Regions from separate parts of the Sus scrofa genome. Here region 2 is linked to region 1. Evidence: chromatin contacts called from public promoter capture Hi-C data. All regions are on one chromosome and are shown on one strand. Each heading gives the region's core, a stretch centred on a gene start, on an enhancer-like site or on the middle of the called end of the contact. The rest is flanking DNA. Distances are from core to core; before and after follow the strand shown.

Evidence for each region. Promoter capture Hi-C pulls out the DNA fragments that hold promoters and counts their contacts.
Region 2: a contact with region 1 is called in a promoter capture Hi-C map of fetal skeletal muscle, with 17 times the contacts expected there. The contact joins the promoter of SCRN3 here to the promoter of MAP3K20 in region 1. A contact is called at or near these places in 1 of 5 promoter capture datasets (fetal skeletal muscle) and 1 of 2 datasets of contacts at active chromatin or transcription factors (skeletal muscle).

Annotation. Positions count from the first base shown.
Region 1 is chr15:79,171,731-79,176,246 of Sscrofa11.1, reverse strand. MAP3K20 (mitogen-activated protein kinase kinase kinase MLT) reads right to left here and starts at 1,734. Exons shown (of 20, transcript XM_013990583.2): 1 at 1,491-1,734.
Region 2 is chr15:80,374,119-80,378,395 of Sscrofa11.1, reverse strand. SCRN3 (secernin-3) reads right to left here and starts at 2,543. Exons shown (of 8, transcript XM_021074976.1): 1 at 1,884-2,543; 2 at 1-13. The coding sequence starts at 1,888. It overlaps CIR1 (corepressor interacting with RBPJ, 1), which reads left to right and starts at 2,688. Exons shown (of 10, transcript NM_001243831.1): 1 at 2,688-2,832. The coding sequence starts at 2,761.

The DNA of each region.
Region 1 (4,516 bases), core at 485-2,984:
TGGTTTCCTAGACAGGAAAAAATAATTCTTGCAATTATGGTCATTTACTTTGTAATTACTGTCACATAAACTTTTGATATAAACAGTACTTTTCAGTTAAAAAAATTCCCAAAATAATCTCCAAAAAGTTATAATAAAAACTCGATTGTGAAAGATTAAAATAAACAGTGCATATTGCTCTAAAAGACCATATTTCTTTATCTTCACTCTCTTTCCAAACTAAATTCACATTCATTTACAATCTCCCAAATCTCTCACTATTGCAGCAGGAACGTAAAACAAAGGCTCCACAAATGACTAAAACTATAATTAAAACGCAGCCATCCCATATTTTTTGAAAAACAAAAAACGACATGAAATTTCATTGTGGAGATGGGCCTATCACAAAGAAGACATTAACGTCTTGAATCACTTGTTTACTTTCTGTCTAAATGTCTGTAGGTTTGGTCCCACTGAATTCTGGCTGTTCAACTGACATCAGGAAAGCATAAAACGGCTTTAGGGTTAAAATATGAATATACTTTAACAACCACCTTAGCTCAAAAATCATCGAATTAGTTCTGTAAGTTGATTCTAATACACTACCATTCATGAGAAGCTGCGTATTGTAATATCATTGGAATAGACCACTAAATGGTGCTGCTTTCATTATTAAAGAAACCAACAAAAATAGTAATTAAGTTTCCCCATAAACAGTGCTTATGCAAGACCCGGAGGCGCATCAGAAACATACATTTTCAGCAATCTAACAACGACTGCCCCATTTTGTAGGCAATTCGATGCCTTCCGACCAGTTTTGGATTAAAGTTTTCCTGCAAGCTGTCAGGAGCCGGCGAGGCGTGGCGGCCGCCTCAGCCTGCACCTCCGGGCCTGGTGCATGTCTCCAAGCCCAGGAACCGGGGAACGCCATCGGGTCGGCAAATGAGCCGCCCCCGCGCCCGCCGAAGGAACACGGGACACTTGAGGTGAGGGAGGGCACGAGGACCACGGTGCCCCGAGCAGAGCCGGCGCGGCCGCTCTCGGAGGGACGCGGGCTCCCGGCCGACCCACAGGAAAACTGAAGTTAGTGGGCTCGCCTCGCACGCAAGAACCTCTGCTGGGAAGCGGCCTGCGCCCTGCTCTGATTTGGGAGACGCTCGCCTCACCTCCGGAGAGACGCTCGGGTCACCCCCAGCGAGACTAGCGTCCCGGCGTCCGAAGGGCGCCCCACGCCCGCGCCGCGCTCCGGGGGCCGAGACCGCCCCGGACGCTCCCGCTGCGCCTTGCTCTTCCGGGCGTCAACTTCTGCGTGGGACCCGCGCAAAGTTCCCGATCTGCTCCCAGCCGCGCAACGCCGCGAGAGCAGGGGACGCCGGCTCCAGGTCGGGCAGGGGTGTCCGGTGGGGGCCCCGATCCCGACAAGGCCTGGGCCCGCGACGCCGGGACGATTCGCGATCGCGGCGGGCCTGCCCCGCACCCGCTCCCCCACAGCCTCCGGCCTGGTCCCCTACCTGGCTCCCGGGCCGGACGCGAGCAGCAGCCGGGGGCGCCGAGGCCCCGCACACGGCCAGGGCACGGGCGGCGACCGGGGTCGAGAGGACGGCGGCCGGCGCGGCTTCCACGCTTCCGCCCGAGTCAGGAGTTGAACATTCCGCCTCTCCGCCCGGCGCCAATGAGGGAGACAGTCACGGCAACAGCACCACCTACCTCCCAGCGAGGAAAGGCCGGGCCTTCCTGCCGGTGCCCCGCACACCCACCGGCCGGGCCGCAGAGCAGAGGCGCCCGAAAGCCAGCCGGGCGGGGGCGGGCGCTTGGGCTCCCCGGCTGCATCCTGAGGACACCTTGCTGCCGCCCTCAGATGGCACCCCTATCGTGGGGAAGCGGGGAGAGGGCTGTGCCTCTGCACCCCTTTATGTCTTCACATCTTTTTAACGACATAACACTCATATGTCTTCCCTCCACTCATCCTTAGCAACAAACATTTACCGTGAAAAGGGCGCTGGGATGCAAAAAGGTGGGAGGCTGCTTCGTGCCCAACGGAAGTTAATTATCTACTTGGGAAGGGGACCGACGTACAGATATTTCGGAGGAGATAGGGCTGAAGGCCGCCTTAGTAGAACCATCAAGATACCACGGAATTTTGAGAAGGGGTCATGGTCTGCTGCCCTGGTTGGTGACTTTAGCAAAGCCAAGTTCAGATGAGGAGACTAGACTCCATTCCAGGTATGAGCAAAAGTGGAAATCAGTACGAGGGCGGAGAAGTCATGGTCGAGTAGAGGATTTCTGGTTCTGTGGAGGAAACAGAAGAAGAGTTTGCAAAGGTATGGCCAGCGTGATCCAGGGCTTTGAGCTTGAATGTTACCATCTATGGACATTGGAGAACTGTGCAAAGTTGGGATCAAAGGGGTAAAATAGGCTTTTGTGATTTTTGTTTTAATGGTGATTTCCAGAGGCAGAATTCAGTCCAAGATGGCTGTAGGATGGGTTGCTAAGACAAAACTAGGAAGCATCATATTGTCACTACTTGGTCGTGGGATTGTGAGGGCTTGAATTGGCGTGCACAAAATAGAATTAGGAAAGAGGAAAGGGACTTGAGAGACATGCTTCAGGAAGAGGCCACGGAAATTGGTGAGCCACTAGATGTGGAAGAGAAGAAGAAAGTCAGAGATGATGCCAAGATTTTCAGACCTGAGTGACTGGAAGAATGATGGTGTCACTGACAGAAATAGAGATCGGTGGAGTAGGAACTGGCTTCCTGTTGAGTTTGAGGTCATGGGAGGAAAAACCGATAGAGATGCAGCAGTTGAAATAGGAAACTGATTCTGAAAAGAGCTCAGGAGGGAAATATAAAATTTGTAAATCGTTCATCTAGTTGAAGATATGGAAGTGGGGAGATGAGTGAATAGAGGTTTAAAAAAAAACATTTTCTAGTCTGTGATTCAGATTAATATTTGAATTTTCCCTTTGATAAGGACTAGGAATTTAGCATTCTTTTTGGGGAACTGATAAATTAGGATTGACAAAAATTGTCATGCTAAAAAAATTTCCTGATGCAGGTAATCAGAGAATTCCCCAAATCATCTAACCATTAAGAGGAAAACTAAGCTCTTTAGCTCTTTAGCACCCAGGTATATGGTGACGCCTGTCATTTTACCTCACCTTCAAAGGCACTGGATGGTGATGAGAAGGACACAAGAATGGGAAGAGAGAGCCTGGCTTTTGGTTTTAGGCCTGCCACTTATCAGCTGGGGTACTTTGCTAGACAAGCCCTGTCTCCTCCTCTGCAAAATAAGAAGACCCAATTAAATGTTAGCTAAAGGTTCTGGCTTTAAAACTATGAATAATACTGCTTTAAATGTGGACCACATGCCTTAATATTTTTAGCTACGCTCCCCTTCCTTTCCATCCATTTTTTTCTTCATTCTATTTTTCCCTCATATAATTAGGCTGAGAATAACCAGCAGGAACAGTGAACATTAAAGAGCAGTCTTGGAAATATGCTTAAATGATAATCCCATAGGCATGCTCGTGTCTTCCCAATTAGGTTGCAAGCTCGTTGAGGTCAATCTTATATTCTGTCATATCTGAACATAGTGGAAATAAATACGTAATAATTGTGTGATAAACCGATTTCCTCGTTTGATTTTTTTTTGGTTAATCTGCCTATTTCCTCCTGATTCAACTGATCTCTTTAGGCCCCAGACCTAATAAATACGTTCTAGTGTTTATACCCATGGTTGACTCCACTTTTCCAGACTTTCCAGTCTTTTGGAAAGCCTCTTGGTTAATTCTCATCAGGCAGAGTATAGGTTTACAAATGTAAATAGCAATAACAGAAGAGACCTAGTCAAACCTCTCTTATTAAGCTTTGCTATTCCTTTACTTCAAATATCTGCATGCTAAAAATAGATGTACTCCCAGCAGTGGGGTGACTTGGGAGTCCTTAGAACCCTCATATCTAAGAATACCCTCCAAAATAAACATGCAATGTCAGTAAAAACTGTGTATTACCTATGCAAATATAACTTAAAGAAAAAAGCCTCCAAGCCTCTCATTCAGTCAAATTTTTGTCCCTAAGCTCTTCTAAGATAGAAATTCTGGAAATGCTATTGGTGGACCAGAAAAGCATAGGCATAAATTCCATTTAGGATGGAAGGAACAGCAACAAAAAGAAAGAAAGCATTCTAAGTATTTTTCTCTCCTTTAGAGCAATAAGAGCTGTCATGCTGATACCCAGGAGCATTTTTTCTAATCATCTCAGTTTTCCATTTTAGATTATGGAGATCTGTGTGTGGATCATAACTAAGAATGAACCAGCTTTTATACAAAAGTTGATGCTTTACCTCCTAGACAACCCTGAATCCCTGGGAAACAAAGGCATATAATCAAACATCTTTTAAGATAGGTGGCCATTACCGTAAATTCACAAATGAAGCCCAGGTCACTTTTTAAGCTTAGATTTCACATCTTACTTGAGGACTGAAGAATTCTGGAGAGTATTTTGGATATCAGATTTGCTCAGGTGTTCCAGGGCATG
Region 2 (4,277 bases), core at 1,294-3,793, 1.2 Mb before region 1:
CATTTTTTTTAAACTAAAAAATATGGAAGATTCAAAATAAAAAGGGGAAAACATTTTTACAATATATATAAAACAGAGTAATTTTACTTGGTGACCAGGGTCTATCACTGCCATATCTAACAAAGAATGCTCATTAAAGTTTTAAATTTCATATGCTATACTACAAAAATTAGTAAGAAAAATGAATTTTTTTTTTTTAATTTAGGGACACACCTTGCAGCAAATGGAAGTTCCCAGGCTAAGGGTTGAATCCGACCTGCAGCTGCTCGTCTACACCACAGCCACACCAACACAGGATCTGAGTCACGTCTTCAACCTATACTGCAATTCACAGCAATGCAGGATCCTTTAACCTACTGAGCAAGGCCAGGGATCAAACCCGCATCCTCATGGATGCTAGTTGGGCTCCTAACTCACTGAGCTATAATGAGAACTCCCAAGAAAATGACTTGGGAATGAACCCAGTACAATAATTAATAAGAAAATAAGAATGCCAAGTACTTTCTTCTAGTCTATAGGTCACATTTACCCTCTAAGCTCTTTCTCTCCTGAAGTCTTCCCTGAATCTCACTATTTCTATAATTGGGAACCCTTGTACCTACCTCTGCTGTTATAAAGACCATATCTGTGCATTTATATGAGTCTTCTTACTGGAGTAAGATCCTTGAGGAGTTCCCCTCATGGCTCAGTGGTTAACAAACCCAACTAGTATCCATGGGGAGATGGGTTTGATCCCTGGCCTTGCTCAGTGGGTTAAGGATCCAGCACTGCCATGAGCTATGGTGTAAGTCACAGATCCCGAGTTGCTCTGGCTGTGGTGCAACTACCTAGCCTGGGAACTTCAAAAGACAAAAGATCTTTGAGTGCTGAGAATATGTCTTACTAATCTTTTGTATTCTCATCCATGGAACTATGAAAAAGTCCCAGTATTATATACCTAGTATTTCCTCAAAGGAAGGAAGATAGGGTCTCTTTTGAACTGGAGAATACACACAGATTACAATACCGATAAGGCTGAAATTTTGAAACAGACTCACTGAATCAGACAGACAGAAAAACAAGTCAATAAAATTCCAAATCGTTATTTCCAGGAAGATGTTCACATTCATAAATTATAAACCCTGATTGATAATTTAATATCAGGATAGTGTCATCATTTGGAATATCTTCAATCTTCAAATTTAGTAGAAATTGTTTGCTTCTAGAATGGCACATTGTTTGAGTTTCCTTCATTCCTTTGTTTTTACAATATCCAAACCTTAAAATGACTTTACACTAACAGACACTAGCAATTTAAAAACAAAAATTACGTGAAATAAATGTTTCATTCAGAAGAAAACAAAATGACTCAAATAAGAAACAATTTCACCCTGAAATTCATAAGAGTGATGGAAAAAGAGAGGTCACCACTGCTTCTGTTCTTTTCTGTAAATTTCAACCTTTATGTCCTAGATCTGCACCTTTTTGTGTTCCAATGTTAGTTCCACCATACCTAACTTTGGCAGGCTATTTAATTTCTATCTAAGCCTCCTGTCTCATAGGTAAATAGCTCAGGGGGCTGTTATGAGAATTTAATAAGACAATATCTAAAACATTTTGCACAACGCATAGAACATATTAGATGGTAAATGAAAGCTGTTACTATTATTTGTCGGAAGAGTAAATATCTCACAAAAAGCTTTTTTTTTTTTTTTGCTTATTCTTGACATTACCTACCCCCATCCCAGGAGAGGCCTTAGTTGGCGGATCCCCTACAGCAGTAGCAGCTAGGTCCACTCAAAACCCTAGTCTCAAGGGCCACCAAGCTGCACTAGGTGATCTGAGCTAAGAGGGGTCGTGAGGAAACCTAAGGAAACATGCAACCTAGTTAGGAAAACACCTACCCCATTTAAGAGGGAATGCCCTGAGAGCCTTTACTAACTCCTAGGGCGTATTCATCACTTTTTCCCCCATTTTTTTTTTTCTCCTTTTTTAGCCACCCCGCAGCATATAGAATTTCCCGGCGAAGATCAAATCCGAGCCACAGCTGCAACGCTGCAGCACTGGATCCTTAACCCACTGTGCCGGTTGAGGCGCTCCAAAGATGCTGCCGATCCCATTGCGCCACCGCGGGAATCCCATCAGTTAACAACTTTCTGCCTCAGGCGCCGCACAACTAGTAACCAAATAGAGTTCTCGCCTTGTGGAGTTGGTATTCTATTTTATATGCTTTTTAGTTCACCAAGCGCCTTCAGAAACATCACATCGCTTGATCCTCACAAACGTACTACGGTTAGAGCAATAATTACTACTTTAGTAACACAGATGAGAAAAATTGGTGCAGAAAAGTTTTGCGTAACTCGAGTCAGTTCACAAAGATCTCTGACTTCAAGCGCCTCCAGCAGAAGAGCCGCCACCCAGCGCCCACTCCGCCGCCCAGCCCGAGGCGCTCAAATTGCAAGCCGCGCAGCTGCGGCCAGGCCCCTCCCCGGAGCCTCTCCAAGAAGCCCCTCAGTCTGTCCTGCAGTTCCCAACTTCCTACTTCCTAGTGTTGACTATGCTAGCCCCTCCCCCGTGGACGCCCCTCACCAGTCTCGGAGCTACCCAACGTGAAAGGAAGGAGAGGCGACGAGAGGCAGGCCGACGAGCCAGCTGCCGGAAGCTGCCCCCTTTGACCCCGGAAGTTCACGCTGCTACGGGAAGCGCAGTTCCGGCTAGGCGCAGAGTTTGTTTACATTGCTCAAAGATCTAGCTGCTGCCTTTCCCAGCTCAGGCTCCAAAATGGGGAAATCCTTCGCCAATTTCATGTGCAAGAAGGACTTTCATCCTGCCTCCAAATCCAACATCAAAAAAGTGAGTACGGGGAACAGGCCTTTGGCGCCTTCGTTCCCAGGAGCTTCTGGAGGTGAGAGTGGAAGTATCTGTGGGATCCCTCTTCTCCTTGTCTAAAGTCTTGGCATTTCTCATCCCTTCTCCGCTGAGAAACTCACTGACAAAGCTGCCCTCAACATTTATTCTTCATCAGCCAAGAGACTAGTGGCTCTGTCAGGTCTTTCGCTTCTGTCAGTTAGAATGTAAATCCTTAAGATACGAAGACTGATGTTAGGATTCCCCATCAATTCCCTCAGCAGACTCTGATTTTTTTTTCTTTTCGGATCCCAGAGATCACGGTTTCTGAGCTTTGCTATCCTGTACTTTATTTAAGATAGATTTTTATCCTCTTTATCTCATCCAATAATGCAGTGTCTGTCTGATGACCTCATTGAACTTTGGTTTTTTAAATAACCACTTGCAGGTCTACTAAGTCCAGTACAAAAAAGTGCTGAATATTATGGCAGGGGAAAGCAGAATTGTGAAGTAGAAAGAGTGAACATTGAAACTAGCCCTAGATTCTGTTATTCCAGTACAGTTGCTTTTAGCCCCAAGACCTTGCGCAAAATATTTAACATCCTGATTCTTCATCTCCTAATCTATAAATTAAGAATGATCAATACCAAGTTCCCTTGTGGCTCAGCAGGTTAAGGATTCAGCGTTGTCACTGCTGTGACACAGATTCAGTCCCTGGCTCAGGAACTTCTGCCTGCCTCTGGTGTAGTCAAAATGGAAACAAAGAAGAAGAATCAGTATCAGTTGCCATGACTTTAGAAATTATGATGAGGACTAAATAAGATGGTGTAGGCAAAGGCTTTGAAACAAGTACCACTCTGCCCATCACCTAGAGGGAGTACTCAGTAAAATGTTAATTGCTGCTGCACACGTCCTTATTCTTAGCCTGCTCATAAAATATAGGTGGTAGCTAGAGTTTCATCCTTGGCCCATGTCTTGCTTACTCCATATGCTTTCCCAAGCAATCACAGCCAATTTCATGAATAAACCTTTTCTTTATTCCTGCCTTTCAAGGCTGCAGTGCAACATCTTTCCCCCTAGCTGGAGGCACCTGAAGACAACTATATACTAGACAGTTTTATCTTGATATTCTACTGGCATCTCAAACTCAACATACTTGAAATGGAACTTTTATCCTAAATATGCTGTTCTTGTTATACTTCCATTTCTCATATCAGTATGAAACAGAGTTAGTAACACAAGCCAGAAATTCAAGATTCATCATTTCCTATCACCCTTTATCTAGTCAGCTAATTGTCACTGCAGCAGTTGGGTTCATTGCTGTGGTGTCCCTGGCCCAGGAACTTCCACATGCCATGGGCATGGCAAAACGATACACCAAAAAACCAAAAACTTAGCATGTTTATAGAGAAAGTTTTGACTTGATATTTATGTTGAATGGTTATCAGACA